Linked DNA regions of Ovis aries: region 2 is linked to region 1. Evidence: chromatin contacts called from public Hi-C data. All regions are on one chromosome and are shown on one strand. The core of a region is the stretch at or near the end of the contact, and the rest is flanking DNA. Distances in the headings are between cores, read along the strand shown.

Region 1 (6,563 bases), core at 1,553-4,052:
GAAAAAAGAGCTATACACCAAAGAATGTATTTATGCTATCTTCTAGAATTACCTGGGTAGATGCCTTTATGCTGGTGCTCTTTATTTCTTCCTGTCGATTTGAGTTACTCTTGAGTGTCCTTTCATTTCAGCCTGAAGGACTGCTTTACGTAGGCAGTAAGCAATGACTTTCTATTATCCCCTCCTCTCTGAATCTAGGAACCACTAATCTGCTTTCCACTCTATGAATTTACCACTCTAGGTACCTCATATAATTGGAATCATATAATATTTGTTCTTTTTTATCTGGCTCATTTCGCTTTAGCATGATTGCAAGGTTCATCTGTGTAGTAGTAAATGTTGGTACTTCAGACCTTTTCATCAGCTCAGTTCAGTCGCTCAGTCGTGTCTGACTCTTTGTGACCCCATGGACTGCAGCATGCCAGGCTTCCCTGTCCGTCACCAACCCCCCGGGAGCTTGCTCAAACTCATGTTCATCGAGTCTCTGATGCCATCCAACTATCTCATCCCCTGTCATCTCCTTCTCCTCTTGCTTTCAGTTTTGCCCAGCATCAGGGTCTTTTCCAATGAGTCAGTTCTTCATATCAGGTAGCCAAAGTATTGGAGCTTCAGCTTCAGCTTCAGTCCTTCCAGTGAATACTCAGGACTGATTTCCTTTGAGATTGACTGATTTGATCTCCTTGCAGTCCAAGAGACTGTCGAGAGTCTTCTCCAACACCACAGTTCGGAAGCGTCAATTCTTCAGTGCTCAGCTTTCTTTATGATCCCACTCTCACATCCATACATGACTCCTGGAAAAACCATAGCTTCGACTATATGGACTTTTGTTGGCAAAGTAATATCTCTGCTTTTTAATATGCTGTCTAGGCTTGTCACAGCTTTTCGTCCAAGGAGCAAGCGTTTTTTTATTTAATGGCTGCAGTCACCATCTAGAGTGATTTTGGAGCCCCCAAAATAAAGCCTGACACTTTCCATTGTTTCCCCATCTATTTGCCATGGAGTGATGGGACCAAGTGCCATGATCTTGGTTTTTTGAATGTTGAGTTTTTAAGCCAGCTTTTTCACTCTCCTTTTCACTTTCATCAAGAGGCTCTAGTTCCTTTTCACTTTCTGCCATAAGGGTGGTATCATCTGCATATCTAAGGTTATTTCTCCCAGTAATCTTGATTCCAGCCTGTGCTTCATCTAGCTCGGCATTTCACATGATGTACTCTGCATATAAGTTAAATAAGCAAGGTGGCAATATACAGCCTTGACATCTCCTTTCCCAGTTTGGAACCTTTCCCAATTTCCCTCCTTCCCCAGTCTGTTTTTCCAAGTCCGGTTCTAGCTGTTGCTTCTTGACTTGCAGACAGATTTCCCAAGAGGCAGGTCAGGTGGTCTGGTGTTCCCATCTCTTGAATAAATTTTCACAGTTTGTTGTGATCCACACAGTCAAAGACTTTGGTGTAGTCAATAAAACAGAAGTAGATGTTTTTCTGGAACTCTCTTGCTTTTTCGATGATCCAGTGGATGTTGGCAATTTGATCTCTGGTTCGTCTGCCTTTTCTAAATCCAGCTTGAGCATCTGGAAGTTCTTGGTTCATCTACCGCTGAAGCCTCGCTTGGAGAATTTTGAGCATTCCTTTGCTAGCATGAGAGATGAGTGTGACTGGAATGCCTTTGTCAGGATGTCTGGTTCTAGGTGAGTGACCTTTTCATGGCTAAATACTTTTCCATGGTATGTATGATATCACATTTTGTTTATTGATGGACATTTGGGTTGTACCCGTCTTTGGATTATTGCAAATAATGCTGCAAGGACCACTGGCATAAGTTTGCTGTACACCTGAAAGTAACTGAAAGTAATGCAACATTGTAAATCAACTACGATCCAATAAAGATTACCAAAAAATAAAGTCTTTGTCTAGTAAGTCCACCATCTGGCCTTCCTCAAAGATAGTTTCAGTTGGTTTCTTTTCCCCTCATGTATGGGTCATACTCTCCTGTTTCTTTGTGTGTCTTGCAAATTTGCAGAAATGTTTGCATTTTAAATAGTAAGTGTAGCAATTCTAGAAATTAGACACCCCCCACCTCCCCAGGGTGTGTTGTTGTTATGCATCGTTGCTGCTGCTGCTGTTTGTTTGTCTGGTGAAGTCCCTGAATGAATTCTGTAAAATCTGTGTTCTTTGTTATGTGTGGTCACCGAAATCTCCGTCTGGTTAACAGAATGGTCTGCTAATGATGGAACAGAGATTTCTTTAAATGCCTTGCACCAGTAAGTCTCCCAGCCTGGATGAGAGGCTCTGTGTGTTGAGACATGCTTCTGATGCTCTATCAGACAGTTTAGGATCTTCACTTTCTGTGTCTACAGAGCCTCAAGGTCAGCCAGAAGTGAACCACTAGGGCCATCTTGGTTATTTCCTGGACAGGTGCCTTGCCCTGCCCATGTGCATGGCCTTCTAGACCTCCAATAACATATTGGAGCTTTTCAAAGTCCTCTATGGATGTATCATTCCCCAGCTTTCCTTTTACATTTTTTTTGTGCAGCTTCTTGTGTGTTCCATCTGTTATCAGTGCTTCAGGCAGATTTTACGTTAAATTATTGCTGCTGACCTTTCTTTCTTTCTTTCTTTCTTTTTTTGACAAAAGTTCCCTAGGGAAAAGGCTGTTCACACTGACAGAGCTGAGTCAGGTCAAATAAAGACAAGCTGTGGGAGCAGAGATGTCCAGGTAACTTCCAACAGGTCAAATAATGACAAAGCCCCAGGGACAGGACATTTTAGGGAGCACCAAGCCCTCCTTCCCCCTTCAGATGCTGCTAAATGACTGTTTTTCCTGGCTATCATGATTGTGAAACTGTTGGTTTTCAAGGCTACTGAAGAGCTGGGAAGAGAAGATGGACTTGGATAATAGCCACAAAAGTTCACGGCTCTTACTCAGTTTGTTTTTCTTAAAATAAATGTTCCTGGGAATGCTGTAAGACTTTGGTTAATTTCCAGAACACTGAAAAAGTTGATTTTGACTACTTTTGCCAACATCCTCATTGTCCTTACAGAGGGCTGGATTTTCAGAGGTCCTTACTCCATTCTTCTGGAAGTGCTCTCCCCTCCCACAGAGATCTTGAGATTAAAAAATTTTTCACGTGCTGCCCAAATGAAAGAGCCTGTAGACTGAGATGGTCCGTGGTCCATCAGATGATCTGTGGCCTCTGGTCCCTAAAATAAGCCCTCTACAGGGTCTCCCTGGTGGCTCAATGGTAAAGAATCTGCCTGCTAATGCAGGAGACGGAGGTTCAATCCCTGATCTGGAAAGATCCCACATGATGCGGAACAACCAAGCCCGTGTGCCACAACTACTGAGCCTTTACCCTGGAGCCTGGGAGCTGCAACTGCTGAAGCTCAAACACTCTGGAGCCCGTGCACCGGAACTAGAGGGTAACCCCTGCTCACCACAACTAGAGAAAAAGCCTGCACAGCAACAGAGAACAGCACAGCCAAACAAATAAATGATTTTTTTTAAAGCCCTCAACAAATGTTTGCTTCCCTGATAGCTCAGTTGGTAAAGAATCCTCCTGCAGTGCAGGAGACCCCGGTTTGATTCCTGGGTCGGGAAGATCCCCTCAAGAAGGGATAGGCTACCCACTCCAGTATTCTTGGGCTTTCCATGTGGCTCAGCTGGTAGAGAATCCGCCTGCAACGTGGGAGACCTGGGATCGATCCCTGGGTCGGGAAGATTCCCCGGAGAAGGGAAAGGCTACCCACTCCAGTATTCTGGCCTGGAGAATTCCATGGACTGTATAGTCCATGGGGTCGAAAAGAGCCGGACATGACCGAGCGACTTTCCCTTCCAACAAATGTTTCTTTATTTGTACAAAGTTGTAGCACTCGGCTGGGGGAGCAGTAAACAGTGATTCTGTAGCCTGTGGTCCCCGGAATCCCTATGTGGCTTCCCACCTATCAGACCACATGCCTGGCCCTTGGCTGGATCTGTGACAGCTGTAGCTGTTCCCAGCGGGTCTGGCCCCAGCTGCTGCACCTCTCAGCCCAGGACTTTTCCCAGGGCCCCCGAGGTGGGCAGTGAGGAAACACTGTCCAGGGGAGATGTGGTGGGTACAGAGCCTGGCAGTGTCCAAACCTGTTCCTGGGCAGTTTCTCATCGACTGGTCAGCACGCTAACTCCTGACACAGACAGCACACAAAAGACCGCAGAGGAGAGGTCTTTAGATGCTTCTGAATGGCTAGACAGCTGAGCACATCTCCTTATATGAGTGAGCATGTGACCTCGCAAATGTCTGTGTGTGCAGCTTCGTGCATGTGTGAGTGTATGCCATGTTTGAGTGTGTAAGTATACATGTGTACATATGTGAGCTTGAGTATAAACATGTGTGAATGTTTGTGTGTGTATGTATATGGCTATGTGTATAAGCAGACATGTTGGCAAGTGTGTGTGAAAGTGTCTGTGAATGGGCTGAGGTATGAATGTGTGGGATATATGTACGTCAAGGAATGCAGAGTGGGTGTGTGAAAGTGTGTTGTGAATATGAATGTGTGTGAGGTGTAGGACATTTGAGTACGTGTGTAAGTGTATGAGTGCTTACACAATTACAATTACATTAACTACATGTGTGTGAATCAACGTGCACAGATACATCAACATGCGTGAATGTTTGTATGTGTGAATGTGTGTGACTGAGTAGGTGCAAGTGGAAGTGTGTGTAAATGTTTGAGGGTATATGTTTGGGAGCAGATTTAAGTATATTTGAGTATAAAATTGTGTGACTATACTAGTGTCTATATTAGTGACTGCATGAGCGCGTGCGTTTAAAGGTGTGAGTGTATATGTTTATTGCTGTGTCCGTCTCTTTGTGACCTCATGGACTGCAGCACACCAGACTTCCCTGTCCCTCACTGTCTCCCGGAGTTTGCTCAAACTCATGTCCATCGAGTCGGTGATGCTATCTAGCCATCTCATCCTCTGCTGCCCCCTTCAGTGGTAAAGAATCTGCCTACCAATGCAGGAGACACGGGCTTGATCCCTGGGTCGGGAAGATCCTCTGGAGGAAGAAATGGCAACCCACTCCAATATTCTTGTCTGGAGAATCCCATGGACGGAGAAGCCTGGCGGGCTACAGTTCATGGGGTCGCAGAGTCAGACACGACTGAGCACCTAGCACCTAGTATATATGTTTGAGGGTGTGTAATTATGAGGATAAATGAATGACCGTGTGGCTATGAAAGCTTGAGTGTGTAAGCTATGACCACATGTATAAATATATGTGTGAGCACAGGAGTCTGAGTAGGTGAATCGGATGGGACCGTGAATGTGTGGGTGTGAACGTTTGGGTGAACGAGTCTGTGCATGTATGAGAGTGTGTGTGTGTGTCTGTGTGTGACAAGTGTATGCAGATCTGCCAGGGGCAAATGAGCGTCAGCTGCAGTGAGGGGGTAAAGCCAAGCTTCTCCCCTGGGACGTGCAGGGCAGCCGTCCCCAGGCGGGAAGTCTGCAGTCACACTGGGCAGATGTTCGCCTGCTAGACCCTAAGGCCCCTGGCCTCCTGCTCCCCCACCACTCGCAGTCCTGGGGGCCAGGAGGGGCTCCCAGGCACTGGTCTCTAGTTAGTGGCTGTGGCTTCGTCCGCCCCCTCTCAGTCAAAGAAGCCTGGTGTTTACAGCTCACCTTTGCCTCCAGGCCTGCTACCTGGGTAACAGAGGCAAAACACGTACTACTGGCATCGTTAAACTTTGCCCGTCAGCGTGATTGCACAGGCCATCTGGAGGTTGCTTTTAAAACCCTGCTCTTATCTGAGAAATTTGGGGCCTTCCCCTTGAAACCTCACCTCCTCACCTAGTTCTCTCCTACCATTATCTCCATCACATAAATCTGTTTGTTTCCTTGATATCACAACCTGTAATTTTCTTAGTCTTTAAATTGCTCGTTGATATTTCTGTCTCCAAACTCCCCCAAGGCAGGTATGTATTCAGTCAGTCCTAGTCACAGCTGAATCGACAGCATTTAACACAGCTCGTGGGCACTTAGTAGGTGCTCAGTGAATAACCTCACTGACTGGCAAGGAATTAATTCACACATATATACCACAGAATAAACGCCTCTTGAAACCAGCTACCCACTGGAACTTCCTACCCGCAGAGCTCGGGTGCAGCATTTCCTGTCTTAGCTTGCAAGTTGGCCGATGCTAAGATTCTAGAGCTGTATGTGCACACGTTTCGATTATTTGAAAACTCGGTTGGTTGGTTCTGGGGCCACAGTCCACTCAGCCCAGTCTGGCTATTTCTGGCACTACAGTGTCACCTACCGGCTACAGATAAATCTGCAGTCTCAGGAAAAGGCCCTATCCTCCAGGCCTCAAACCAGGAATGGAATGGGGGTTGGGGGGCTGATAAGAAATGGACTGGGAAGAAGTGATACTTCAGCCGGGGTTCCAGCTGGTTCCAGCTGATGGCTCTGCATCAGGGCCTCATCACCTAAGGCCTGTAGCTGACATGCGAGTCCACTCCTGGGGTTCGTCTTGTACTTTTGTGCATGATGTTGTTGACAATGCCACACAGAAAAAGAGCAAATAC
Region 2 (6,563 bases), core at 1,907-4,406, 72 kb before region 1:
TTAATAGTCTTCGAGTTCTTGCTAATCACCTGGCAATACCCAGCGATCTTTTGGCTGAAAGTCATTTGTGTTGCAAGGGGCTCATTTTGCAACCAAGGTTTCTAAATTCTTAGCTTCTTCATTACAATGATATCGAAATCTGTGTCAGGGCTCTTTACCCCAGTAAAATGTTACTGTGATAAAATAAAATGTAATTGCCAGTTCTATAGCTCAGTCAGTAAAGAATCCACCTGCAATGCAGGAGACCTGGGTTGGGAAGATCTCCTGGAGGAGGAAATGGCAACCTACTCCAGTATTCTTGCCGGGGAAACCCCATGGACAGAGGAGTCTGGTGAGCTACAGGCCACGGGGTCACGAGAATCGGACACAAGTTTGCGACTAAACTACCACCAACAAAAATTTTACTTGATCTTTGGCTAAAGATACATTTTTGTAATATATAAACCAATAAATCCTTGCTAATTCTTTTTACAAAGAGATTTCTCCAAGACTGATTTTTTAAATCAAACATTTTTTACATATTTTAAAGGATTCTATTTAGGAAACAAGATGCTTTCAAAGTCAAACCATACATAAAATGAGACACTAATGCCTAATAAATATATGCTGATCCTGAAGTATGAAATCTGGTCAGCTCCCATTGACTGACGAAATCACAGGTCACGATGATGTAACATCAAAACAAGTCAAATATTAACAAATACTTACTAAAGCCCAATACTGTGCTAACTGCCAAAGCTGCCTACCTTTCTTTACATATAATGCGGCATTATGATCACAATCTGTTCTAGTAATTATCTTCTATCATACATGATCCTGGTCTGGCCTTCTATTTATCTACCTATGAGTCTTTGGGAAGCTAACAGTCACAAGACAAACTCTTGTAACAAGGTTCTGGATTTTAAAAAAATAAAAAATAGTAGTGGACTTTGGGGGCCAAAATTCTCCCTCCCTCTTAAGATTGAAGGCTACTGATAAAGTACTCAAATCCTCTGTGAATAAAAGGGGAAAGCAGAAGGTATAGGTACATACTATGTTCCTTTAGAGGTCTAATTACTCTAAAGTCTCTATATATTTTTTAATATAAAGGAAAAGGAGATTAAATTTAACTTGAAGAGTAAACTTGCCTTTGCATTATGTTGAGCCTTCATCACAGAAGGAATACAACTCAGATGTTAAAAACAAAACCAAACAGAACTTGGAGTGGCATCCTTATGATGATAACTGTGCACGGTAAGTCTACCAAGGTCAAGAACATCCTAGCTACACCTTCAAATCCACTCTTAGGAAAATCACATTAAAAATCAGCGTAAGATCATTAAGGATAATAAAGGTATCTTGTGGGTCACCACAGAAACATACTGCATTAAAACAAACATACACATTCTGGACCTCCTTGTGGCTCAGCTGGTAAAGAATCCACCTGCAAAGAGGGAGACCTGGGTTCGATCCCTGGGTTGGGAAGTTTCATTTCACACATTTCATTCCACACATTCTAGACCTCTGAGTTAGGGTCAATAAGCCTAAAAGTTACTTCCTTTGGCATACGAGTTTTGTTCTATAAAGTACCTTTACTACAGAACAACTGAAAACACAACTTCATCTCTGATTTATCCCTACTTTTCCATCCCGTATCATTTCTTTGATGATATCATTTCCTTGATAGTATTAGCTACCAAACTGACACTAAATACACAAACGAGAAAGATCTCTATTGGTTTTCATTTTAAAAATACAATTTTCAATGTTTTTGTTTTTAGGAAAACAGACATTATTTTACTAGTTCTCCCAAGCAGACTTTAGGACTTTCAATTTTATCTTTAATTATTTTTAAAAGTATTTATTTACTCACTTATTTGGCTGCACTGGGTCTCAGCTGTGGCATATGGGATCTTTGGCTACAGCGTATGGGATCCAGTTCCCCAACCCGGGATTGAACCCAGACCCACTGCATTGGAAGCCTGGAGTTCCAGCCACTGGACCACCAGGGAATTCACTTTATTTATTTATTTAATTGGAGGATAATTGCTTTATAATTTGTGCTGGTTTCGGCCATACAACAGTATCTCTATTTTTAATTCTAACATTGTCAGTAAATTCTACCCACTCTTCTATCGTCAATTCCATTTCCACAGTTACCAGCTCAGTTCAGTACTTTAAAAGAGCGCCTACTACTACGTATGATAGTCACTACTCAATCCAGCCCATATCCTAACAATTCCCTGAGCTAGTGACTTCTCAAGGTATAATTCCTTCATTGTTAATGGCCTGTCACAGTAGGAGTCATCTCCTCACTTCCGCCTACTTCTCCTGGTCTAGGGGTACCACCTTGTGGTCAGCAACAGGAATTATCCTTCCCATCACCTCGTTTCTTTCCCCTTTGGAAGAACATTATACCTAGGCTTTCTGGTTTTGCACACGGCTCAATTAACTCAATCTTATAAATCTCCCTTTCATTTGAACAGAGTGGAATACCATCCTGCAGTAATTTACTGTGGAGGGTAGTGTTCCTTATTTATAAACCCTGGGAAATCCACATACTCTAAGTCTACAAGCTATTTGTTACTGAATGAGAAAGAATGGGTTTTAGTCTACACCTTTGACAAGGCCACTGGACATGACTATTTTAAAAGCTACATATAAACACAGTAAGTTTATTTAAAAACAAAACAAAACACAGTAGGCCCCAAATGGAGTCTCTTATGCTAATTCTCATATCATCAAACTGAGAACTAAATTACAGTTTTTTGCCTCTCCCAGAAATGGACTCAAACCAGCCAACCAGGAACTGCCGATTAGCACTAGTTAGGTAACCCTTGCCAGAGAAGGCAATGGCACCCCACTCCAGTACTCTTGCCTGGAAAAATCCCATGGACAGAGGAGCCTGGTAGGCTGCAGTCCATGGGGTCGCTAAGAGTCTGACATGACTGAGCGACTTCACTTTCACTTTTCACTTTCATGCACTGGAGAAGGAAATGGCAACCCACTCCAGTGTTCTTGCCTGGAGAATCCCAGGGACGGGGGAGCCTCTGGGCTGCCGTCTATGGGGTCACACAGAGTCGGACACGACTGAAGCGACTTAGCAGCAGCAGCAGCAGCAGCAGCACGTAACCCTTGCCATCCTCTGTAAGGAGAGTAACCTAGCAATAACCAACACACTTTTTGTAACTTCCTGTTCCTGCTCCCTTCTGCCTAGAAGTCTTTTATTCTGTACAGCTCTTCAGAGTTCGTTTCTATTTGCTCAGACTGAATGCTGCCCAATTCATGAATTGTCAAATAAAGTCAGTAAGCTCTTGACTTGGTTCAATTTTGTTTTTTTGAAAACTACTAACACCACCCTTATGGCAGAAAGTGAAGAGGAACTAAAAAGCCTCTTGATGAAAGTGAAAGAGGAGAGTGAAAAAGTTGGCTTAAAGCTCAACATTCAGAAAACGAAGATCAGGGCATCTGATCCCATCACTTCATGGCAAATAGATGGGAAACAGTGGAAACAGTGTCAGACTTCATCTTTTTGGGCTCCAAAATCACTGCAGATGGTGACTGCAGCCATGAAATTAAAAGACACTTACTCCTTGGAAGAAAAGTTATGGCCAACCTAGATAGCATATCGAAAAGCAGAGACATTACTTTGCCAACAAAGGTCCGTTTAGTTAAGGCTATGGTTTTTCCAGTGGTCATGTATGGATGCGAGAGTTGGACTGTAAAGAAAGCTGAGTGCCGAAGAATTGATGCTTTTAAGCTGTGGTGTTGGAGAAGACTCTTGAGACTGCAAGGAGATCCAACCAGTCCATTCTAAAGGAGATTAGTCCTGGGATTTCTTTGGAAGGAATAATGCTAAAGCTGAAACTCCAGTACTTTGGCCACCTCATGCGAAGAGTTGATTCATTGGAGAAGACTCTGATGCTGGGAGGAATTGGGGGCAGGAGGAAAAGGGGACGACAGAGGGTGAGATGGCTGGATGGCATCACTGACTCAATGGACGTGAGTCTGAATGAACCCCGGGAGATGGTGATGGACAGGGAGGCCTGGTGTGCTGCAACTCATGGGGTCACAAAGGGCTGGACACGACTGAGCGACTGAACTGAACTGAACACTTAGACCATGCAACCTAAGTTTAAATAAGACATACAGATTAAACTCTCATTAGTAAAAAACGTTTCAAGTATTGCTCCTCACCCATCAGGCACGGCAGACGGGTGGCTACAGCTAACGGCCTTGACGTGCATTATCATGTTCTCCCCTTTCACAATGCCAAAAAAAATCCAACTTCCGTAACATTTCCTCACAGTACAGGCCTTTGGGACCTTACCCTTTGCTGTTCCCCCAGGTCTCCCTGCAGAGGTTTGGTCTGCTTCCTCGCATCCTCCAGGTCTTTGCTTGTGTATTAGTGAGGTCTTCCCCGACCACTCTGCTTAAAACTTCCCTCCCTGGGAATCTTTATCTTCTTACTCAACGGTCACATTGTGCACTTTACTTACATGTTTTGCTTACCTCCTCCTAAACTTCTCCAGTGCGAGTATTTTCGTTTGTTTGATTCACTCATGTATTCTCAGCGCCTAAGACTGTGGTGGGCAAAGTATGGGCCGAGGCCCAGACGCTGTTCACCAGTCAAACCCCGGCATGCCCGTTCATTTACATATTATGGGTGACTGATTTCATGCTCCGACACAACTGAGTAGTTGCAAGACAGACCAGATGGCGGAAAATACTTACAATGACTACTTACAGAAAAAGTGTGCAGATGCCTAACCTAAAACAATGGTAGGTCTAACACTCAGTGGAACAATTACTGAACAATTACCGAGCAAACACACACAGAGGGGAAATGTCTCCCATCCCACGGTATTTTATACAGATAAAACGGAAGAGTGTCTACACTGAGATATCACTATGAAGCCCTCCCCAGGCTGGCCCCTTGCGGCCTCTCTGAGGCCATCCTGTACTACTGTCCCCCGTCACTCAGCTTTCCACAATGGTCTTGCTATTCCCTGGACAATCAGGCGGGGAACGTGAGCTCCTACCCTGGAGTTACTTCATCCATCTGAGTAGAGAGCCAGCCTCATGACTCATTTCTTCATCTCAAGTCTTCACTCAAACGTTACTTTCTCAGCGAGGCTTACCTTACCTTATACGGCAACTCCCCTCCCCTCTGTACACAGCCCTAATCTCTTTCTTTCTCTAATTCTGCTCTTTTCTTCCCATAATACTCATCACACTTCATCGTAACATATTATTCATTTTTATATCTACTGTATGTTATCTCCTTCAATACCGAGTAAGCCTCCATAACGGCACAAATTTTTGCCTGTTTCATTTTCTGGTGTATTCTAACTACCTAGAAAACTGCCCAGTACATAGCTGGTATTTAATAAGTACTGATGAATAATTAAATGAAAGATTACTCCATTTCAAAAACTTCTCCACATACATTCTCAAACTCCCTAACTAGATATCGTTTCTTGCTCCCTGTCTATTTACTACTAATTCATCAAACCAATAATTCAAGGGCCAAAGTACTGGATGCGTGCTCAGTCGCTCTGTCGTATCTGACTCTGCGACCCCATGGACTGTTAGCCCTTGAGATTCCTCTGTCCGTGGGATTCTCCAGGCAAGAATACTGGAGTTGGTTGCCATTTCCTCCTCCAGGGGATCTTCCTGACTCAGGGATCGATCCGGCACCTCCTGCAATGGCAGGCAGATTCTTTACCACTGAGCCATGCAGGAAGCCGGAAGTACTGGCATGCGGAGTAAGACACACCCCTGCCCTGAGGCAACTCTTCTTTCCGCTCCCACCATCTCATTTTAGACCCAAACTACCACAACCGCCTTCCAGCTCATCTATCTGCATCCCACCTGAATGCAGTGCAACCCACTCTTCACACCATAAACACAGTGATATTTTCTAATCACAAACGTGAAACTCTCCCCTTTGCTTAAAATGCTTTGATACTCCTCATTCCTCTTAAATGGAGAAAAACTCCTGAACACCATCTGAAACCTCTGTCTGAGCTCCTTCCCCTCTCTCCAGCCTTACCCACCGTGTGCTTGCATGAACACGCACACACACCTGCCATCCCGTCCCTCATACTCAGTAAGCGTCCTTCCATCTTAGCACCTTTGCACCTGGAGTTCTCTCTCCATCACCTAATTACCTCAGCTTACCCTCCAGATCTTTGTCATTTCCTCACAGAAGTGACATCCTTAACTAGGTCATAAGTTCCTATAATCGGCTCTAGTAGCATGTGCCACAATTGAAACTTTAGATTTGCTCAAGTGATTATTTAATATGTATCCCCATCTAATGATGAACTCCATGAGAGTAAGGATCACATCTTTTTCTGTACATCACAGTATCCACAGTGACTGGAACACCTCATTATATGTTTGCTGAACGAATGACTGAATGAAAGAGTAAGTCAAGATATGGACAAAAGGAAAAACTTTAGAGGAAAAATAAAAAGCGTGAGAAAGAGTAATAGCTGTTAAGTTGTAGGAGGTAAAGAAGTCCACATGGGCTAAATCATGGGAGGTCTTGCGTATCATTTTAAGGAACTTTCTTTGCC

What was found. A called contact is a pair of places that touch in the nucleus more often than the background predicts.
Region 2: a Hi-C map of tail adipose tissue shows a contact between it and region 1, with 3 times the contacts expected there. The contact joins two enhancer-like sites. A contact is called at or near these places in 10 of 16 Hi-C or Micro-C datasets (blood, mixed tissues, muscle and 4 more).

What each region holds. Positions count from the first base shown.
Region 1 is chr19:55,871,775-55,878,337 of ARS-UI_Ramb_v3.0, reverse strand. No RefSeq gene overlaps it. Among named protein-coding and RNA genes, the nearest start is that of TRH, 12 kb to the right of the region's middle. Within about 2 kb of position 2,802, at least 3 of the 54 cell types and tissues checked have an H3K27ac peak or open chromatin away from gene starts, as enhancers often do.
Region 2 is chr19:55,943,759-55,950,321 of ARS-UI_Ramb_v3.0, reverse strand. All of the region lies in intron 4 of TMCC1 (transmembrane and coiled-coil domain family 1), which reads right to left. Among named protein-coding and RNA genes, the nearest start is that of TMCC1, 51 kb to the right of the region's middle. Within about 2 kb of position 3,156, at least 4 of the 54 cell types and tissues checked have an H3K27ac peak or open chromatin away from gene starts, as enhancers often do.